2 separate regions of the Lactuca sativa genome follow, and region 2 is linked to region 1. A link is a contact called in public Hi-C data. All regions are on one chromosome and are shown on one strand. Each heading gives the region's core, a stretch centred on a gene start, on an enhancer-like site or on the middle of the called end of the contact. The rest is flanking DNA. Distances are from core to core; before and after follow the strand shown. Region 1 holds the start of LOC111900605 (methyltransferase FGSG_00040). Region 2 holds the start of LOC111903071 (NAC domain-containing protein 2).

Region 1 (5,527 bases), core at 1,564-4,063:
CTAAAAGGAAAATTATGTAAGAGACGAAAAATATAACTTTAAAATATAGTAAAGGAACCAAATCATAACTTATAAAATATCAATAATTTAATTATAAAGTATGAAAATTATTATATCAAAACTTCTAAAGTGAAAATGTAGCAATCTCTATCATAAATAAAATCTCTATTTTACAATAGATATTTATTTTGCATCTTTGTATTATACGCGGAAAAAATTATAATATGATTTGGCTAATCATTTTCGCTCTAAATCAGGTCATTTATTACACAACGGTATAGTAAACAAACCTATAAATGACAAAGTGAATATTTATAAAAATTATTCTTGAAAATATTCAACTATATATGTTAAAAAAAGAGAGAACATTTTTTTTTGGTGTTACATAGGATGTACCGGCTTGTAAAGTACATATTTGGGCCCGAAGTTTGGAAATTTCGTGTGACCCTTATATAAATAATGGGTTAATATATTTTATTTCAGTTACATGGTGTCTTGATTTATTTTGGGGGGGTTTAAAACTATAAACATTATCAACTATTGCTTTATTTATGTACAGTTGACATACGTTTACAATATCGACGAATCTAGAAGATGAGGATGAGAATGAATGTGGAAGATGAAAATGACAGTTGCCAGTGACATGATGTAATAAGTTTAGCTAAACTATATTTAAACACAAAATAATAGTAGTTGATAAAATCTTGATATAGACGTTACATAAGCAACACGTAGACGCCATATAAGTGATAAGCGGCCAATAATATGCAAAACCGTTAAATTTCAAACAAAAACATTCAATTTGAGACCATAAAAAGCTGAAAAAATAGCGATCTAGAATACACATAAAATAAAATTGGTTATATTTTTTTAATATGAATACAAAAATACATATATAGACACCGAGTTACATGATAAAAACATTATAGTCGTTTATACAACGTGATCACATCTTGGATTTCAAGAAATATGTTTTTGGGGGAAATTTTTTAGATAACAATAATTTATTATTATTATTATTTTTAATTTTTATTTATTTATCATTTACATGTTTTTTTGGTGAAATAACAAAGTAAATCATTAGCCGAAGTAAAAATAATATGTTTCGTGAAGAGAAAAAAAAACGAAGATTCATTTTTGCGATGTCACGGATATTGTTTGAAAAGTAAAATAAAATTTGATTCGGTAAAAAAAATGAGTTGTCGAGAGGTTTATTCAGGAATTTTTTTTTGTGAATCATGTTATTCTTATATTTTCTAATGATTTATTTGGTTGGTTCAACAAGAAACATGCAAATCATAAGGTTCATACTCTTTTAATTCATCGTCACATCAACTCTTTTTTATACTTTTACTTAGGTTAAGGGCATCGACAATCCAACTCTATAGAGTTCAATGGATTGTCACATCATCTATTAAACATCTATACAATGCCACTCAGAATCATTAAACACTTATTCAATCGTAATCACCACTTTATCATTTCTATTAAACCATTCAATAATCATTCAACATCTCCATTTATCTTTACTCCATGTTACCGCCCACATTCCGTTCAACTCTTATTCGATCCTAGTCATCACCACATTCAACTCGTATACTACTTGCATTATGGATGCTCTAACGGGAGTAGAGCCGCTATGGGGCTTGCTATGGCGCTCACTAGGAGAAGGAACACCGCCCCTAGCTGTCATTAGGGGGCTTGTTACACTATATTACTCGTTAAGCCGAGAGAGAGAGAGAGAGAGAGAGAGAGAGAGAGAGAGAGAGAGAGAGAGAGAGAGAGAGAGAGAGAGAGAGAGAGAGAGAGAGAGAGAGAGAGAGAGAGAGAGAGAGAGAGAGAGAGAGAGAGAGAGAGAGAGAGATTGTCTGTGCATCTGTTGACCACAAAAACAATTGACAGTTGCTATTTTTTTTTCAAAATAAAACCTATTTAAAGTCACACTATCACTTCCTATATTTTTCAATATAAAATGCTAAGACTAGGTGACAATAAAAAACCTATGTGTCCATAAAAAAACTTAGATGACAATATATTAGGAGTATTACTCTTTCGAGCCTTATACACATTCCATCCATATTGAAATTAATCCATTTCATCCATCCTAACATGCAACCTACACAATTTTCAATTTTAAAATACATATAAAATTAATTTATAAAGTATATAAAAATAATTGTTGTACAGATATTATAAGTATTATATAAACTGAAGAGATAGAGTTGAACGAATTAGAGTACAATAAAGTTGCTCACCATCATTCTGAACCCACTATTTTGAACTCATGTAAATGTAGAGTCATGAGCTTGGAGGTACCGATGTACCTTGGTGCCCATCCTATTTTTTTTTATTACAACTCCGTTCACCCTTAGCATCTATTTTTTCTTGATTTTATAGGAACATGGTTTGCAAAAGGAATTATGTAATCACATTTCCTCTAATTGAGAATTGGTTATTTATGATCTGGCGCAATTAAAATGCTTATTTATATGATTTCTTTTACTTAATTATACAATAATGTCAATTTTAAAAATTTATAAAATTTTATTGTACTATTTTATCAATTAAGGCAAACGACACAAATTATAACATGTTATCGATATTATGTCTTTTTGCCCAACAATAAAATGTTGTATATTTAATATAGAAAATCTTATAGTTTTATGCATATTTTCTCACCCAAACTCATTACTCATCATTCTCCTTAAAATTAACTCGACCGTTAGATTTATAAAGGCATTATTTTAAATGAATATTTATAACAATCACAGGAATCTTGACTTGACTACTTGCAGTTAACTTAACTTATATGACCGTTACTTTCCTATTTGATTTCAAATTTACACTCATCGCCCCAAAAGAACACACACACTAACACACAGTTTGAACTGCCATTGAAGATGAAAGAACCAGAGCAACAACAAACCACAGAAGAAGAGAAAATGCAAGATCTCAGATTCAAAGCCAAGGGGCTTCTCCATAGAGATGAATGGGAACAATCAATCCAAACATATTCCCAACTCATCTCTCTCTGCCAAACCCATATCTCTAATCCCCAAACTCGACCCGACCCGAAACTCCAAAAATCCCTCTGTTTAGCCTTCTCCAACAGAGCCGAAGCAAGATACAAAACCCGTGATTTCGATCAAGCTCTCAAAGATTGTGACGAGGCATTGCAAATTGAAAACACCCATTTCAAAACGCTCATGTGTAAAGGTAAGATCTTGCTTAATCTTGATAGATACAGTATGGCTTTAAACTGCTTCAAGATTGCTAATCTTGATCATCCCAGTAATCAAGATTCTGAAACCTTAAATGGGTATTTGGAAAAAACGAAAAAGCTTGCATTTTTATCAAGATCTGGAGCATTTGATTTTAGTAATTGGGTTTTAAATGGGTTTAAGGGTAATCTGCCTGAGTTAGCAGAGTATATTGGCGCTTTAGAGATCAAGAAATCTGAGATTAGTGGTAGAGGATTGTTTGCAACGAAGAACATTGATGTTGGTTCTTTGTTGTTGGTCAATAAAGCTATAGCAACCGAAAGAGGGATATTGCCAGAATCCAAAACTCAAGATTTGGGTGAAAATGCTCAAATGGTAATGTGGAAGAATTTCATAGACAAAGTTGTTGCATCAACTTCAAATTGTAAAAGAACACAATACTTGATTTCAAAGTTATCGGTTGGTGAAAATGAGGAAGATCTTGAGGTTCCTGATATAAGTAGTTTTAGGCCCGAATACGAGCAAGAGTGTGGCTTTTTGGGTGAAAAGATTGATATGGGAGTCATGTTAAGCATATTGGATGTGAATTCACTTGTTGAAGAAACATTTTCAAGCAAATTTTCGGGTAAAAATGGCGATTATCATGGTGTTGGGATATGGGTTTTGGCTTCTTTTATCAACCATTCCTGTAACCCTAATGCGAAAAGATTTCACATTGGTGACCATGTGATTGTTCATGCTTCCAGGGATATAAAAGAAGGTGAAGAGATCACATTAGGCTATTTTGATGTTTTTTCGCCTTTGAAAACCCGAAAAGAAATGACAAAGAATTGGGGGTTTGATTGTCATTGCAAAAGGTGCAAATTTGAGAATGGTGTTTCCGAAAAACAAGAAATGGGAGAGATTGAAATGGGGTATGAAAGAGGGGTTGATGTTGGTAACATGGTGTATAAGTTAGAGGAGAGTATGAGGAGGTGGATGGTAAGAGGTAAAATGAAGGGGTATTTGAGAGCTTCATTTTGGAAGGTTTATTCGGAGCTTTTTGTATCAGAAAAGTTGATGGTGAAGTGGGGGAGAAGAGTTCCGGCGATGGAGGTGGTGGTGGAGAGTGTCGTTGAGGCGGTTGGCGGTGATGAGAGGGTATTAAGGGTAGTTGTTGAAGGGATGAAGAGGAATGGTGGTAGTGGTGGTGTGGTGGAGATGGAAAAGGCAATGAAGTTAGGAAGGGGTGTTTATGGGAAGGTCATGAAGAAGCAAGCAATGAGAAGTTTAATTTGTTGATCAAATTGGGAAGATTAAATGCATTTGTTCCACATTAGGGTTTTTTTAGAGTAACTTCTCATTGCAATTGTAGGGTAATTTTTTTTGGGTTCGTGTTGCATTCCAAATTATGTTGGAATAGATAAAAGACGAACTATTTTAGTTCTTACAAATGTTTTTGATCTTTTAATTTCTTTTAGTTAGTCATCAAATTTTAAAGATCTACTTAGTGAAACATTGAAATTTCCAATCACCGAAGTGGAATATTTATGAAAGGCAGTTTCTATTTAATGGTGATGTTAGTCTTTACAAAATTGTTTATTGTTAAAATATTAGATATTTAAATAAGAATCAAACACGATTTTTGAATACTTATCTAAGTGTAACATTTATTGCAACAATCATATTTTTGGTTTGGTCTACTAAATAGATGAAATATAGATGAAATACGAGTGCCAAAATGGGGTTTAAATTGTGATATAATACAAGTAACAAGGTGCGGACTTCACACTTATATATAAGACGAGTTCAACCCCGAACACGAAGAAAGGCGAGAGTCAAGTGGGGGATCTCATGGCGGGGTTTATTTTCGAGTTTGAAAGTTGTGGGAAAACCTTTTGGATTGAAGGCAAGTTGACGAAACATGTAGATTTGGGTCTACTTGAAGGCAACCCAAACTGCATGATAACCAAGTTGCTTGATAGTTCAAGCTGTCCGCAACAACTCTAACCCAAGCTGTTTATGGAAGACGACTTTGTCTTTACAATTTTTTTCTTTGAAAAACTATTTTAATTTGTATATTTTGCGGATTTCTTTGTCATTATCCCATTTTCGAGGTGATGAATATATATATATATATATATATATATATATATATATATATATATATATATACACACACACACACACACACACATTTTTCGCCTATTTGGAACTCTTAGAGTGATCCTTACAGATTATCATAAGTTAAATTTCTCCTTAACCTAAGCATTTTAGTGGAAAAATGATGTTACACGATCATAACCTAACCCTAGTATCTTCAGCCT
Region 2 (5,527 bases), core at 1,799-4,298, 540 kb after region 1:
TGGGTTGGATGGGTCGGTTTCTGAGTAAAAACCGAACCCGATTTTTCGGTTTTTAAAAATATCAAACCCAAACCGTCGGTTTTGCTTCGGTTTCGGTTTCGTCGATTTTAGTCAGTTTCTCGGTTTTTTGGTTTGGGTTTGCTCACCCCTATATATATATATATATATATATATATATATATATATATATATATATATATATATATATATATATGTTCAAATGTATATTGACATCTATTGTGTGGACATGTGGATAATGCTGTTATGTGAGAATTATAAAGAAAAATATGTTGTTTGATAATATGAATACGTTGAATCTTATATAATTATTTTAATCATTAAGTATTTTCACTAATTAAATTGTATATAAGATTATTATATACTTTTTTTAATTATTCTCATTCTGTCAGAATATTATGAGAATGTTTATTGAATCGTATTCTATAAGAATTAAAATAAATAAAAAACGATGAATGAGAACAAAAATGAATTAAAATTGGTGAATCCATTAAAATAACAATAGTTCTGTGAGATTGAACATATTCACATTACTAAACAACATATTCTTTTAGTAATTTTCATAAGATAATATTATCCACAAGTCCACACAATAGTTGTCCATCCATATTATAACCTAGCCATATATATATATATATATATATATATATATATATATATATATATATATATATATATATATATATATATAGGTTTAGGTTCTATGGAAAACAAAAAACCTTAAAAATCATAAAAATGCATAAAAAAAATACTTAGAGATCACAAACTTTTTTTTGAATTTTTTTATGGAAAAATCGCTACATTTAATACAAAATCGCTGAATTTTTTTTTAAAAAAAAAGTTTATTTTTTATTTTTTTTTTCAGCGATTTTATTAAAAAAGTTGCGATTTTTTCATAAAAAATTTTGAAAAAAAAGTTTTGTGATCTCTAAGTATTTATTTTATGCATTTTTATGATTTATAGGTTTTTTTTTCGGGTTTTTTTGTTTCCAAATAATCAATAATCATGAAGGAGTTTCTTGATGTCTAAAGACACGATTTATCTAATTTTGTGAAGAAATAATATTTGATTATACCATACAATTTTTTTCATTTAAAAGAGACAAACATTTACAAAATATATACTTTAACAAAAATATTTTTATTATTTATCAATGCCTAAAACATCCTTAATAATTGCAAACTAAAACCAAAACTTGTGAATTGTGATTAGATATGCATTATTGAAGTCATGACTACTAAGTGTATATGATCGATCATTACATCCTAATTGAGGATTTTTGTTAGTAAGGCCTATATATTAATTTTATTAAAAAAAATGAACTCATATATATAACTAACTTGATTTATAAGGCCAAAAGTTTAGATTGCGTTTAGTTACGGAAAAACAATTTTCATTTTCTGTTTTTCGTTTTTCCTTTTCAGTTTTCATTTTCCGTTTTCGGTTTCATTGGAAAATTTAGAAAATGTGTTTAGTTAAAACTTATTCATTTTTCATTTTCAGTTTTAAAAAATTAGAAAACGTGTTTAGATGTGTATTTTTCTATCGGTTTTCATTTTTAGAAAACGGTAGCGGTTGTAGGGTGGGCGTGGGGACGGTGGCTGTGGTGGGGGCAGCGGCATGGGACAGTGGTGGTGGTGGTGGCGGGTGGCAACGGAGTGGCGACGATGGTGGTAGCGGTAACAATTATGTTAGTGGTAGTGATGGCGGAGATGGTGGTGTTGGTGATGGGGTAGTAGTGGTGGTGATGGTAATGGTAGGTCGGTGATTGTGGAAGTGGTGTTGGGTGTGTGTGTGTGTGGGGGGGGGGGGGGGGGGGTTGGTGTATGTGTGTTTGTGGGGGTGTGGGTGGGGTGGGTGTGTGTTTGTAGGGGTGGGGTGGGTATGGGTGTGGGTGTGGGTGTTTGTGCGGGTTGGTGTGTCTGTGCGTGTGTTTGTAGGGGTTGTTGTGTGGGTGTGTATGTGTTTGTGGGGGTTGGTGTGTGTGTGTGTGTATGTGTGTGTTTGTAGGGGTGGGGTTGGGCTAAGGAGCGAGTGTAGGTAGGTAGGGTGTGGTGGGTTGGGGTATTGAGGTGATGGTAGGTAGAGATGAATGAGGTGGGAGTGAGTGTTTATATTTTAGAAAAAATTTAGAATTAGAAAAATATGAAAAACAATGATTATCAGTTTTCCAAAAAATTCTAACTTTTTTTTTTTTAATTTTAGAAAACGGAAACTTTTCATTTTCTATGAAAAATTTAGAAAAATAGACGAACTAAATGCGTTTTCAAAATTCTCATTCTTTTAAAAAAAATTCAAAAATCCGGTCTATTTTTCCATAACCAAATACACCCTTATCTTTTTCACTTTCTCTAACTTTTTCCTTCCATGTTCTTTTCCACCCTCAATAGGAAATAGTGGGTTCCCATTACCATTTATTTTTCTTTTTTAAAATAAATATATAAAAATATAATTTAATAATTATATAAATATTTAATATAATAAAATAGAAATATCTCATTAATTCTATAACAAAAAACATTACGCAGATAAAAACGATAAAAAATAATAACAAAAAGTCTGATTTTTTTTTTCTTTTTTTTTTTTTTTTTTTTTAAATTTCGTTTTTGCTCTTAAAACCTTAACAAATTCATCTTTCAAAAGATGTGGACGCTTTGCGATTGAAATTCTATATAATAGTAAAAAATTGAAAAAAAAAACAACTGCCTATTGGAGTGGAAATGATATACGTTGCCGATACTCGTCATGGCCTAATATCACATATTGGAATCTTAATTGAGACTTGTCAATTGAGTGTGCCCATAAAATAAAAGTTTGTTAAAGCACCACAAAAAAGAAAATTATATATATATATATATATATATATATATATATATATATATATATATATATATATATATATATATATATATTCCCATAAGGAGTATGGATGATTCCTATTAAATTAATGCTTGTGTGTGGTGTGTATTGCCTAATCTTGCAAGTATGGGTGTGTGCCAAGTCTCAATTGGAACTCAAATCAAAAGCAAAAAGTCAAAAGTCAAACCAACCAATCAAGATCAAGAATGATGTAATCTTCACATATCGACAAATAAACCCTTCACATAAATTCGCATCCCTTCTCCTTGCCAACATTTCAAACACTCTCACTTCTCTTCCCCCCTTTTCAGTCAATCAATTCCTCCTTTCATCTCTTCTTCGAAGTTCGAACACCCTTTTGGTTAAACATGGTTGGAAGGGAAAACAACTGTAATCTCCCACCTGGGTTTCGATTTCACCCCACCGATGAAGAATTGATCATGTTCTATCTGCGAAACCAGTCGTTATCTAAACCATGTCCTGTTTCTATAATCCCTGAAGTTGATATCTACAAATTTGATCCATGGGAGTTGCCTGGTTAGTTTTTGAATTAGTTTGTGATTGGTTATGAACTATGGAGTTTATGTTGATTGTTTTGAATTTTGATAACAGAGAAAACGGAATTTGAAGAAAACGAATGGTATTTCTTCACACCTCGCGATAGAAAATACCCAAATGGAGTTCGCCCAAATCGAGCAGCTGTTTCAGGGTATTGGAAAGCTACAGGGACAGATAAAGCGATTTACAGTGGATCAAAATACGTTGGCGTGAAGAAAGCTTTGGTGTTCTACAAAGGTAGGCCCCCAAAGGGGGTTAAAACCGATTGGATTATGCATGAGTATCGATTGAAAGAGTCTCGATCACAACCCGCTAAGAAACTCGGATCAATGAGGGTAAGAAGAACGATTTCAGTTTGCATCATGTTTGTCGATTTGATTGAATCGTTGTAAAACTCATCTGATTTACGTGTTTTACATGTTTTTCAGCTTGATGATTGGGTTCTATGTCGAATTTACAAGAAGAAAACTGCTGCAAAACCTTTGGAACAAAGAGAAGAAGATTCAAACGCCGAAAATGTTGCTTCCGATGATCATAATTCCATGGATTTGCAATCAATGAAAATTCCGAGGACGTTTTCACTTGCTCATTTATGGGAATTGGAATCATTAGGTTCGATTTCTCATCTTTTAGATGATCACAACACAAACTATGAAAACAATGCCGGAATCGAAACTGGAATTGGAATCATGCCTCAATCGTCAACTCCAATCTTGGAAACGAGGGTAAGGGAATCGCATCCCATCAAGTTTGAAGACACCCATCAAAACAACTTAAACCAATCAAGTTTTTTCAGTCCAATGTTCGGATTCCAATGATAATAGGATCATGATGGAATGGAATTGACATAGCAAGATAATGTTGAAATAGCAAAAGAAATGTTTTACTGATAATTGTAAAATAGGTCATAAATGGGATATAGAAAAAGGGGGATATCTTTCTTATTTTATTAATAGTTTTTAATGCCAAGTGGAAAATACTTTTATTTTTCAATTTGGGTAATTTTGTAAAAATGTTTTTTTTAACGTTTTTCTTTTATATTTTTAATCTCTTAACAGTTTGCTTTTCTTAAGTTCCACAACAATGAAATCGTAAATCTTATAATTATTTGTGTTCACAACTTCACATGTTATATTTGAGGTTAACGTTGTTATCCAAACTTTTTCAGAAGTTACACCTACTTTATTGCTTTACAATTAAATTAATGTTATTTATTTAGATAAATAAGAATCTTTAACTATTAATTTAGTGAAGGGTATTCCACATGGTTGACAAAAAGAATATATATGAATTTCTAACATTTTTTTATGAGTTATGAGATAGAAAAGAATATTCATTTGGCGTCGAGTCATAATTTAGATATTTATTGGTGTTGTGTCATAATTTTGGTCCATTAAAATATAGTTTGGGTGATATCAAGGAAGAAAATTAAGGTTCAAATTCTTGAATAAACCGTGATTTGATATTATCTAAGTTGTATGTTTTGGACTTTAGTTTTTATAACTCCATAGTTTTAACTTAAATCTCATTTTTTAAATATTTAAAATGGCTTCGAGTATATGGCAGCTATTTATTCATCTCGATTGTTCGACAAACATCTTTGAAGGTGACTCTTGAAAATATAAAAAGCAGTATTATCAATACATTCACGATTGTTCAGAAGATAAATAATTTAATTATATAACTATGTTCTCTAGAAAAACCACTTGTTCACATAATGTCCTTTTTTGTAACATATGAAACAAACAAAACCGTCAATTGTACACCAATATCTTACACCATCATGTAGTGACTAAGAATACGTCCATTATTACAACAAAAACAAAAGCAAGTGGGGTCTACAGCGAAAAGAAATATAATATCGTTTTCTTTGACCAGTCTTATCTTTTTATCATAAGGATATGCTTTAATCGTTCCACATGATTATTCTCCATAATATAGATGAAATAATAAAACATCTGAGACAGCTTTCAACCATAAGATTGCATGTTTCGTGTTCGTTTTGATTTAGATTTGTCAAATACATAAAATTGTGGAATGGACAAAAATGGAAAGTTAGAATGAAATTTATATGGTGAATTGGTGTGGTAG

Evidence for each region. Hi-C and Micro-C count contacts between places; a contact is called where the count stands out from the background.
Region 2: a Hi-C map of leaf shows a contact between it and region 1, with 4 times the contacts expected there. The contact joins the promoter of LOC111903071 here to the promoter of LOC111900605 in region 1. A contact is called at or near these places in 2 of 4 Hi-C or Micro-C datasets (both in leaf).

What each region holds. Positions count from the first base shown.
Region 1 is chr8:74,405,797-74,411,323 of Lsat_Salinas_v11, forward strand. LOC111900605 (methyltransferase FGSG_00040) reads left to right here and starts at 2,814. Exons shown (of 1, transcript XM_023896489.3): 1 at 2,814-4,772. The coding sequence starts at 2,901. The coding sequence ends at 4,502.
Region 2 is chr8:74,943,736-74,949,262 of Lsat_Salinas_v11, forward strand. It overlaps LOC111903071 (NAC domain-containing protein 2), which reads left to right and starts at 3,049. Exons shown (of 3, transcript XM_023898868.3): 1 at 3,049-3,415; 2 at 3,491-3,771; 3 at 3,865-4,503. The coding sequence starts at 3,247. The coding sequence ends at 4,254.